Regions from separate parts of the Mus musculus genome. Here region 1 is linked to region 2. The links are chromatin contacts, called in public Hi-C maps. All regions are on one chromosome and are shown on one strand. The core of a region is the stretch at or near the end of the contact, and the rest is flanking DNA. Distances in the headings are between cores, read along the strand shown. Region 1 overlaps Npc2 (NPC intracellular cholesterol transporter 2). Region 2 overlaps Vsx2 (visual system homeobox 2).

Region 1 (5,162 bases), core at 1,532-4,031, 160 kb before region 2:
GCATAGGACTGGAGGCTTGCGGGTTTTTTTTTACCTGTGAGTTTCCCAGGCAAACCACCAGGGGGCAGCAATGGGTCAATAATGAAGTTCTTACCGGTGACCTGTTCACCCACTGTACAGAGGTCTTTTGTGTATCCTTTCACCCTGAGCCCACCCTATCTTCCCATATGAGTCAGAATCATGTGAACTCCAAAAGTAGTTACCTGCTGAGGTCGTTGCTTCCAGCTGCCCGTGGTTAAATTTTGGCTCCTCCAGTTATTCAGCTGTGAATGTGAGCTGTAAGTGATTCCATCTCTCCGTGCTTCAATTTGGATTTTCCTAATCCATTGACCAGGGACAATGGTAGCGCCATGTGAAGTGAAATGAGGCATGTAAAACACGAGTCAGGGCGTGCGGTATACACGCTGTCGGTGTGAGCCATTGTGCTAGGCTGCTCTTTTTGTCTAGAAATAGGAAAATCCGGAGGCTCAATCTCATGTGTAATGTGTCTCAGAAAAACATAGCTATCGTCTGTGTGGGAGCTTGCTGAGGGGCCAGGAGAAACTCACTTCTGTGTTTGCTGACTCCCTTTTCCCAACAGATTCTTCTTGCCTTTTTAGCTCTGCAACTAACAGCTCTCAAACCCGAAAAAATGGGGGGTGGGAGGAGGAAGCTCTGTTAGTGCCCTTGTGTCCTCATCAGAACAGGAGGTGACCCAACAGCTTAGGACTGTTTGCTTACGGGCCACTGGGAGGCTCAGTGGAGCCTGCAGTTGTGAGATAGGTAGTCTCCCATGGGAGGATTAGTTTGAAAGGTCATCCCTACAAGAAAGTTCACAGTCATTAACACAGAAGCCTTGAATCCTAAGCATACAAAGGGCCCCGTGTTTTCTACTGCCTGTCTCTGTGCAAACCTTGAGTCTTAGACCCACTCTTCCCTTACAGGAATCTGAGGCAGGTAAATCTCAAGATCCCCAATGCTATGGTCTGATCTTCATACTAATAAAAATCAAGGGGTGGAATCATTTCAGATCCTGGATGCCTGATTTTGAAGGAAGTTGTGTGTGTGTGTGTGTGTGTGTGTGTGTGTGTATGTGTGTGTGTGTGTTAAAAAACAGGGCTGGAGATGAGGCTTAAAGGATAAAAGGTCTCCCCAGAACCCACTAACAAAGCGAGATGTGGGGCTGAAGAGATGGCTCAGTGGTTAAGTACATTGGCTGCTCTTCCAGAGGACTGGGGTTCAGTTTTCAGCACCCACATGGTGGCTCATAGCTCCCTGTAACTGCACTTCCAGGGGGTCAGACACCCTCTTCGGGCATGGCATACACATGATACACGGACTTATTTGGGACTGGGGAGCCATGAATCGAGGGTAGGAACTGTGGCAAAGCAAAAGTGGGGTAAAGGTGTGTCCAAACCCCAGAAATCTGATCCTGAGATTGGCAGGAGTAAGGTCTCTGCACCCCCACGTCCCCCCACCCTCACCCCTGCTCTGAGCCTTCCTGTCCTGGAGCATGAAGCTTGGGACACACACACACACACACACACACACACACACACACCGCCTTTGCCCCCTGGAGGAGGCTACACAGCCAAGTAGCCAGGTCAAGCTTCCTCTCCCTTATAAGGTCATGTCCATCGGTACCTGGAATTCCTCCTTATGCAAATGAGACCCCAGCACCCTGCCCCAGGCCAATGATGTACATTCACTCCAAAAGCCCCTACCCACGCCCCAAAGGTTGCGTAGCAGCCTTTGTTCCCCCATTGGAGCTGTCTCCCAAGAGTCTGTTCTTGCTGCACTCATAACTGCCTGATCTGAAGCCACTCTGGTCACCCAAGGTGGACAGAGACGCGGAGCCTGAACAGCAGCAGACTTACATGCAGGCGAAACACCCATAGGCCTAAAAGAAATAAAATTGGGGGGGGGGGTGAAATCTGGATGCATCAGCTTGCCTGCTGTATGGGGTGGCAAACAAATTCCTGTCTTAAACTTGGACTGACATCCAAGGTTGTCACTGCCATACAAGGAAAATGACAAACTGATATCCTCATCAAATGCACACTAATAAGTAATTATCTGAGCCTGGCAGCAAATGCCCATGGTCCCAGCACTAGGCCGTAAAGGCTGGAGGATAAATTTAAGGTCATCCTTGGCTACAGCAAGTTCAAGGCCAGACTAGGCTACCTGAGATCTTGTCTAAGGAGGGAAGGTGGGAAGGAAAGAAGAAAGAAATATGACACGATTCACAGATAAAGCAGAGTTATTCCTGAGAATGCCCCAGGCATAGGAAAGGACTAAGTGGGTAAGGTCAATTAAAGAAATACAGTCGTGGATAACCATTTTCTTTAGAGAATCCAAGAACAGTGCCCCCACAGTGGGTTGGTTTAGGGACAAAGTTGTGGTACCTAGGAGCAACACTGCCACAGAGTCAGTAGGGTGTTATTCAGAATAAGCGCTTCCTCCAGAGAAGCCCTGAGGGCTTGCTGAAAGGCCAGGATGATCAGTGGTGTGTGTTGGGAATGTGGATGGATATTGCGGTGTGATTCAAGGTAGAAAGTGGCTGTGGGTCCCCCAAATATCGACTGGAAGCTTTGAGAGGAGTCCTCTCCAGAGGAGCCCCGGGCCTAACCTTCAGCTTATAAACTGAATCCGATTCACTTACAGCTGTCAGTTGACTAGCAACTAGATGGTCTGAGTGTTCGTTGCTATGGAAACAGCTAAAAGGCCCATTGCCATAGGAACCTACCATGTTCTCCAGACCAGGGATTTGGTTGCTGAAAAGACCCGGAGGAACCAAGGAGCTTGCATAAGTGAGGGTCCCACCAGAGAATGAATGACACATGTGAGAGGCCAGAGCTTCCGCTGTCCCTGATCTGTCTGCTCGTTGCCCTCAGTGGTCACAGAGCACACACAAGTACTTGTCCCCATGGACAGTGAAGGCATAGATTCTGGAGCAGGCTTGGCATGCCAGCATTACCATCCTCCTCTCCAGGGTCTCTGAGAGGAAAAATATCGTGCTCTCTCTGGCAGGCCCCTCTCCACAAACCATATGCCCCAGCAAAGCAGCCAGCAGGTGAAGGGATTAGCTTAACTCTGACTGCCAGAGGGTCAGGCCACTAAGGAAGTTGGCAGGCAAAACAGATGGCTGCTGGTCTTGAATGCGGCAGAGAAACTGGGTGTACCAGATCAGAAAGCGGGAGGGCAGGCCAGCTGCGGCAGTCTGTTCTCAGTGTGAGAGAAACACACCACGCTGCTTCCTGCACCCCATGCATCCCCGTTCCTCTGCCAGGCAGATCAAAGTATAAAAGTCATGATTTGATGAGGGATCCTCAGCGTATCTGAGCAATGAATGGTCACGAGATTCTTGTGTTTCCCAACCAAGGGAAGTGACTCTCAAGTCACTGGTTAGTGGCAAAGGGAGAACAAAGAGAAAGTTCCTTAGTGGCTGTGTCATTAACCACTGTAAATTGTCAGTGTCATTAACTCTGCTGTAAATGTAGAGACTGAACGGATCCAACTAGGTCCCTCCAGGTCTCTGTGAGCATGAACCACTGGGATTCTAAGGGGATGTTTGGGCATAATGGACAGACAGAGATCATGGACTTGTAAGGACAACATAAACTTTAGGAATCCAGAGAGGGTTTGGGACGGAGGCTGGGGCTAAGCAGACATTTGAGAGCCCACCTCCCGGAGGTTTAGTTCAGAGGACTCATGAGATGTGATGTTGATTCTTTCTCCTATTCTGTCCGTCTGCTGGAGTTTTGTTGGTCTCAATCCCTCCCAGTAGGCTTTACAGCCTGGGAAGCCGAGCACCAGAGAGACAGATGCCCCCAGAACCTCTGGGGGAGGATGTCACTTTGAGAAGTAGTCGTTACTTACAGTTTGACTTTTAGTTGGGTTTGCAGCTCCCTACCTCCTTTGCAGTTCGTTGACTTTGGATCCTTCACAGGGCCTCTGTGTCCTCAGCTGTCACAGAGTGAGAGAATCCTCACAGCCTTTCAAAGGAGTTCTATTGGCATTAGTATCGCTATCCTTGGTGAGGAAGGAAGGTTGCAGCCATGGGAGCTGACAGGGGCCTGGAGTCACAGATAGGGGATTTGAGTAAATGCCTAGAACTCAGTGATCAGCAGTTTTTCTTCCCTCTTTATTTTTTGAGACCGTGTCTCATATAGTCCCGGCAGTGCTTGTACTCTGTGTAGTTGAGGGTGACCCGGAACTTCTGATCCTCCTGTCTCTCCCTCCCAGATTCTGAGATTACAGGTATACACCACCATGCCTAGCACTCAGGGACACTTATTTATATAAGTGTCTTTATGGGGGACGAGTGCCATTTTTTTTTTAATTTGAATAGGACCATTTAACACTCTAGTACCCTGGTCTCCAAAAGTGACAGAAAGAGGAGCAGTAGCTGGCTTGGTTTCGTTTTTTTGTGAAGGACACTGGAGTGCCCTATCCCAGGTAGGCAGTTCCAGAGAAAGGTTGGAGCTCACACCTTCTGGAAGTCAGCTGTCATAAGCCTCTGGGACTGGCTGCTGATGTAGCCTCACGTCCAGCTGACCTATGAAACACTCCCTGGCCATAACCTCCCTCCTCTTCAGGCTGTATCTTTGGCACACAAAGCCTCCGGTCCCTTTGGCTTCTGTCTAGGGTGCGGTGAGGCCTTTGGCTCCATAGCTATAAGTCATGTCATGTCTGTGCGAGGGCGACAGGAAGCACATCTGGCTCGTGCAGCTGTCTCCCTGTGGTGTACTCAGTGTCGGCAGCCTGCGGTGGCCGCCGCAGATTCCCACCAGACTTGCCAAGGTGTGACTCAGTGGGAACAACGCCCAGAGAGCTCTGGAGCATCTCCTAGAACAGTAGTTCTAACCTTCCGAGTGCCGTGACCCTTTAATACAGTTCCTCATGTTGCCGTGACCCCAACCATAAAATTATTTTCATTGTCCCTTCATAACTGTCACTTTGCTCTGCTATGAATTGGTAATTTAAATATCTGATATGCAACCCCTGTGAAAGGATCATTTGGCCCCCAAAGGGGTCATGACCCCACGGGTTGAAATCCACTGTCCTAGACTATGGAAGCCCAGGACTATCTGTCCGCTTTCTAGGTGACTGACACAGAAAGCCTAAGCTTAGGAAATTCACCAGAGGAAGATAAAAGCCTCTGGTCTGGCCCATTGGCTGTG
Region 2 (5,359 bases), core at 2,238-4,737:
GGCGTGAGACAGGTTTGGGGAAGGACTCAATCTGAGAGTTGCCCTGTTTAGACTTGAATCTGCCCATCAGCAGGCAGGGCAGAGAATGCAGAGGTTACACCGTGGACCAGCTGAGCAGTGCATCCTCACAGCAGGACCCACGTGACCCGGCTGTGCATTCACACAGCAGGAGCCAGCCAGGGTCCAGGTCTGCGAGAAGGAACAGGTGAAGAGGGAAAAGCCTGCCTGCAAAGTGCTGGGGTGCTCGGGACACCGAGGCAGGGCCTCAATCCAATCACAGCTCTGCCCGGCTGTGGGCTGGGTTTACAGCAGTGGGCGCAGCCGCCCATGAGGGGGCTAAGCTGGGGAGGAAGGCTTAGAGAGCAGAGAATAAGGGATAGGCTTGGACAAGAGTCTCTCAGGGATGACGTAGCAGGACCTCGATGTCGGGGTAGCAAGAAGGCTTTGGAGGCAGGGAAGCTGGGCTGAGGCTGAGGACGCTGGATCGGGAGTATGTCCAGGATGTCTCAGCATGGTCCAAAGCTACGGACAGAATTGGTCTGTTTCTAGAGTCGTGGGGGTAATTGCGGGCCTGAGGTGTGGGGAGGTGTGGCAGAAGCCAGACATGGGCCTTGCCTCAGAGAGAACTCGCCACACCGCAGGGCTGCAGGGCTGGAGAAGAGCAGTTCCGAGGCCAGCAGCCCTTGCCCTAAGCCATGTCCTCCAGCTGCGGTGGGCTGAGCTTCTCAGCTGGCCTGTCTTCCTCCGTGGCGTCCTCTTCTTCTGGCTTCTCAGCATTTCTGGCCAGGCTGTCAGGCCCAGATACAGTCCCCAGAACCTTGGTGCTGTGTTCCTGAGCTTTGGCTCGGAGGGCGGCAATGCTGTTCTCCCTCAGTTCTTCCTGGGAGATGGCTGCCTGGGCCTCTGGGGCCCGTTCCTCCTGCTCCATCTTGTCGAGCTTGGGCAGGGCCTGGCGTTCCACCTCGGGCTTCCTTCCCGACTCAGCTGCTGCCTCCAGCGACTTTTTGTGCATCCCTAAAAAGAATTGTTGGTATTCGGGTTTAGAAAAGCGCCTGGGAAAGCCATCTTGAACTGAAAACAGCAAAGATAGAGAGAGGCCAGAATTAAGGAGGAGCAGAAAGCCGCCTTTCTTCACATACCACAGTCAAGTCCCACAACTGGACTGGGGGTGGGGGGTGGGGGTGGGAGGGTGCCTAACAAGGGTGAAATTTCAGGCCAATAGCTGCGAACCAAGCCTTCTACATCAAACTCTGAGCACCCCCACCCCACCCCTCACACCCTGTTCCGTACTTCCAGGACATGGCCCTATCCCTCTGTTATAGGACTTCAGGCCTTAGGACCCCTGAGATAAGCTGATGCTGTTATCACAGGCCTGGAGGGCAACTGATGGGATTTGTCAGATGGGGAGGTTTGGGGCAAAGAAGTTCTTGGGCAAAGCTAGAGAAGTGACCAAAGGGACACAGGAGTCCCCTCAACTCACAAAAGGGAGTATTTAATTTACTATAAACCCATCTCTAGTCAGGGAGAAAGGACTCCAGATTCTAGGGCAAGGGCCATGTTCTCCTCACGCTGCCAGTGTGAGGAGCCAGTGATTCTAGAGTGGCAGTCCTGACACCCAGTGGGTAGGTCAAAGGACAGCCCCAGAAAGACAGGTTGGCCTGCTTGGAAGACCTCAATGCCATGGGGTCATAGTGGCCCAGGTCTCCCTACCCAGTGTTCGGATTCCTCCCCGAGTAGAGCCCGCTCTCCTCACCCCAGGGGCAGGGCCCCAAGGAGGGCACGGGCTCTTACCCAGTAGCCATGGGGCACAGGAATCCATTATGCCATCCTTGGCAGACTTGAGGATAGACTCTGGCAGGGGGATCGAGTGCCTCACCATGGCTCCATAGAGACCATACTCAGCCATGACGCTGCTCCGGCCCCAGCACTTCTCCCTCTTCCTCCACTTGGCTCTGCGGTTCTGGAACCACACCTGGCATGGTGGAGAAGTGGTTAAAGCTTCACTCTGAGAGACTCCAGGCCCAAGGCCCCTCCCTCTGTCTGCCTCAGGGTGGGGGAGGGGGTGGTTGTTAATGCAACTCGCCTCCTCCACAGAGTCAGAGTCTCAGACTAAGGGGGGTATTCAGAATGTTGGCATCAAGACTCGAGGCTACCATGGGCAAAATGGGTCCATTTGTTGTTTTAAGTCAAAGTCATTCTAGGAAGATAGGCTAGGGACACTTTCAGACAAGGCCCAGCAGGTGGGCAGCATCCAGTAAGGGCCTCAGTTTGCAGCTGAGGTGTCCGAACAGGTGCAGAGGATCCTGCAGACACACCTTCAGGGTACAGGTGTGTCCTGTCAGCTATGGCGTTCTGGCTTGAATACCACGTAGGCCTGACCCCATTCTAAGATTACAACTTCATGTTGGGCCACATTTATAGATACCCAACCTACAGGCCATGGCTGTAAGAGACCCTCTGGTTTACAAAAGGACAGATTCCAGGGGCTGGAGAGACAGTTCAGTGGTTAGGAGCATGGGTTCTTCCAGAAGACCTGGGTTTGGTTCCCAGCACTTACAAGAGTTCACAACCTTCTTCGACTCTAGTTCTGGGGGTCTGACACCCCTCATCTGGCCTCTGCAGGTACCAGGCACCCAAGAAGTGCGCAGAGATACATACACACAAGCAAGACTCCCAAACACACACAATGACATAATAATTTTTTTTAAAGACCAAATCCCCTGGCCCTATTCTTCACCCCAGACCAGGAAGAGCCCAGAATATGAGCCCAGAACAGCCCGTGCACTTCCAGGTGTCTGTGAGTCTGGCAGCAGGTGGCAGGCTCTCCTTGAACACTCACCTGCCACATTTTCCTGCCCTCTCCCAGCTGAGTCACCATAGCCCCCCACATACCTTGCTCCCCACCATTCCAGGCCTGACATTGAATGTAATTTTGACCAAGTGGGTGACATTCCTGGGTCAGGGAAGGAATATGACATTCTATAGTATTGAGGCAGAGAAGAGCTTGGTAGGTGACACCCTAGGGACTGTATATTTGGTCCCTGAGTTAACTGGTACAGGCTGAATCTGAAAGACACTGGGGTCCCCTGGGGTCGTCTGCAGCTGCATCATCATCATCATCATCATCATCATCACCATCATCCTGTCACCGTGTTACAATGCCTTTGCAGCCTCCAAGAGGAAATCCACGCATCCAGACTGTTCAGGGGATCAGGATGTCTCCGTATCCCCCAAACAACCTTCCTGAGACCAGCTACTGACAGAGCCCAGAATTTCCCCAGCCTTGTCCTAAAGGAAGGCTGATGCCCTCCGGGAATCTAATGGGCCTGAAAGTCTCCCGGGTGCATCCAGTCCCATCTGGATCTCAGGATAGGAAGCTAGGAACAGAAAACCAGTTTTCTGGGTGCTTTCCACCCACTCGCCTCTGGCGCCCCCGCCCTTCCCTGCGGGCCCCTCCCCCGCCCTGGGCGGCCACGGTATCAGCTTTTGATGAAAAATTGCTCCGGCTCTATTCAGGAGGCGGCAAAAGAAGAGTCACCCCCAGGGGCAGCCCTGGGCTGATTGAAAAATAAGTTAATTTCAGTTTGAATCGATGGGCCTCAGGCACTGAAATATCACGGGAAATTAAAGCGGCTTCTCTCCTGGGAGCCACGGCATTGACCCGCACTAATTAATGCTGGGGAGGCAGCGATCGCCTTACCACGAGCTGCTCCCCCTCCCCGGGGGACCCCAAACACTTCTCATTTAACTAATTAGACGGGGAAAATTGGGTGTTAATTTGTTTAGGATTTTTCCCCCCCTCTTCCACCGCCTCTCCCCCGGCAGCTCCCTCCCCGGCCCCCGCCCGGTGCGGGGGGCGCGGAAATGAATGCGGGGCTCGCCGGCAGATGGCTGCCCCGGTCACTCTGCAATCTTCTCCGACTTGATTGCTTGATTAGGTCGTTAGCACATTAAAAAAAAAAATTGCTTGCCGTCTGGCGCTGGCGTGATGAGTGGGACGCGCGGCAGCGCCTGGGTAATTTATCTTTTTATACGGCAAAGAATTTGATTTCAATCTGCAGATATATGGGGCGCCTTTGACACCTGTTTAACTTCGCGCCGCTGACAGCTTAACCCTTAGCTGCCTGGGCACCCAGGAGCCAAGGCTCGGACGCGGGGCTCCAGAGGCCTTGCTCAATGGCGCTTCCCGCCATCACCGGCAGATGGCGCAGAGGGAGCAGATCGTCACTTGGGCCAGCCACACCCAGCAGGGGGCGCTCCTGGTGCTACCCAACTATATTGGTGAGCTACAGGAATGCTCTCTTCCTGCAAGGAAAGACCACACCTTTCAAAACATCTTCTAATTAATCCATATAGCTGTGTTTGGGGATCTCTTCTTTGCAAATAACCAGGAGTCTCTAAAAGTAGGAAAAGGCTGGATGCAGTAATACATGCCTTTGATCCCAACACGGGAGAAAAGCAGATGGGTCTCTGTGAGTTCAAGGCCATCCTAGTCTACATGGTGAATTCCAGGCCAGCCATGGTTACATAGTAAGACTGTCTGAATAAAATACAATAAAAATGGGAATGCCACTCCTCAGAAGCCATGATTATCTCCAAGCTCTCAGAGACCAAAAACTTAGAAAGCCATCACTGGACCTTCCCTGGGTGTAGCATCTTCCAGAGAGCCACACTTTTCCCACACATCACTGATTGGAATCTGCAATTTAGGTTTAGATCTGGGGACCCAGAAAGCAAAGATCTAAGACTTCCAACACTTTGGGAAACTGCCAAGGAATAAGAGTTTTTATAAAGTTACATCCTCTAGATAGCTACCCTCTGAGCAATAGTGTTGTGAGCCACGAAGATGGCCTACTTGTCTGACCCTGGCCTTACTCCCCAAGGCTGCCTGCCGGTTCTCCTGGGTATCTGTCCCACTGTCTGCCCTCTGGGGCGGGTCTTCTTCCATCTCCCTCCTATTAACACTTAGTCCCCCTATACAAAGTACTCGCTTGTTTTAAACTATCTTCTCCCAACAGAGGCAACATCTGAAAGGACCCACCTGTATAAGTGCCTTCTGGTTCCCTCAAGCCCTCAGACAAGACAAGGTAGAATAGATGGTGACAGATTCCAACCACCAAAAATAGGACTGGGAACCGCAGGGCTCCTTAGCTACACCACCTGCAGCCAGAGGCTGAGACTTTTAAAAGTATGTGTAGCCTGGACTGGAAAGACTCTTAGTAGGGTTTTTTTTTTTGGGGGGGGGTGTTTATTTGCTTTGGGTTTTTTGTTTTGTTTTTGTTTTTTTGTTCTTTTTGTTTGTTTGTTTGTTGTTTTGTTTTTTCGAGACAGGGTTTCTCTGTATAGCTCTGGCTGTCCT

Evidence for each region. A called contact is a pair of places that touch in the nucleus more often than the background predicts.
Region 1: a contact with region 2 is called in a Hi-C map of muscle stem cells, with 2.1 times the contacts expected there. The contact joins two enhancer-like sites. A contact is called at or near these places in 2 of 484 Hi-C or Micro-C datasets (Sertoli cells and muscle stem cells), 6 of 115 datasets of contacts at active chromatin or transcription factors (effector CD8 T cells, embryonic stem cells, memory CD8 T cells and 2 more) and 4 of 9 other capture datasets (adipose tissue, embryonic stem cells, liver and 1 more).

Annotation. Positions count from the first base shown.
Region 1 is chr12:84,750,405-84,755,566 of GRCm38.p6, reverse strand. Npc2 (NPC intracellular cholesterol transporter 2) reads left to right here. Exons shown (of 4, transcript NM_023409.4): 4 at 1-1,008. Among named protein-coding and RNA genes, the nearest start is that of Npc2, 20 kb to the left of the region's middle. Within about 2 kb of position 2,781, at least 120 of the 459 cell types and tissues checked have an H3K27ac peak or open chromatin away from gene starts, as enhancers often do. A contact at or near this core is called in adipose tissue and muscle stem cells, where this site is marked.
Region 2 is chr12:84,588,784-84,594,142 of GRCm38.p6, reverse strand. Vsx2 (visual system homeobox 2) reads right to left here. Exons shown (of 5, transcript NM_007701.3): 4 at 1,792-1,972; 5 at 1-1,014. The coding sequence ends at 689. Among named protein-coding and RNA genes, the nearest start is that of Vsx2, 22 kb to the right of the region's middle. Within about 2 kb of position 3,487, at least 57 of the 459 cell types and tissues checked have an H3K27ac peak or open chromatin away from gene starts, as enhancers often do. A contact at or near this core is called in adipose tissue and muscle stem cells, where this site is marked.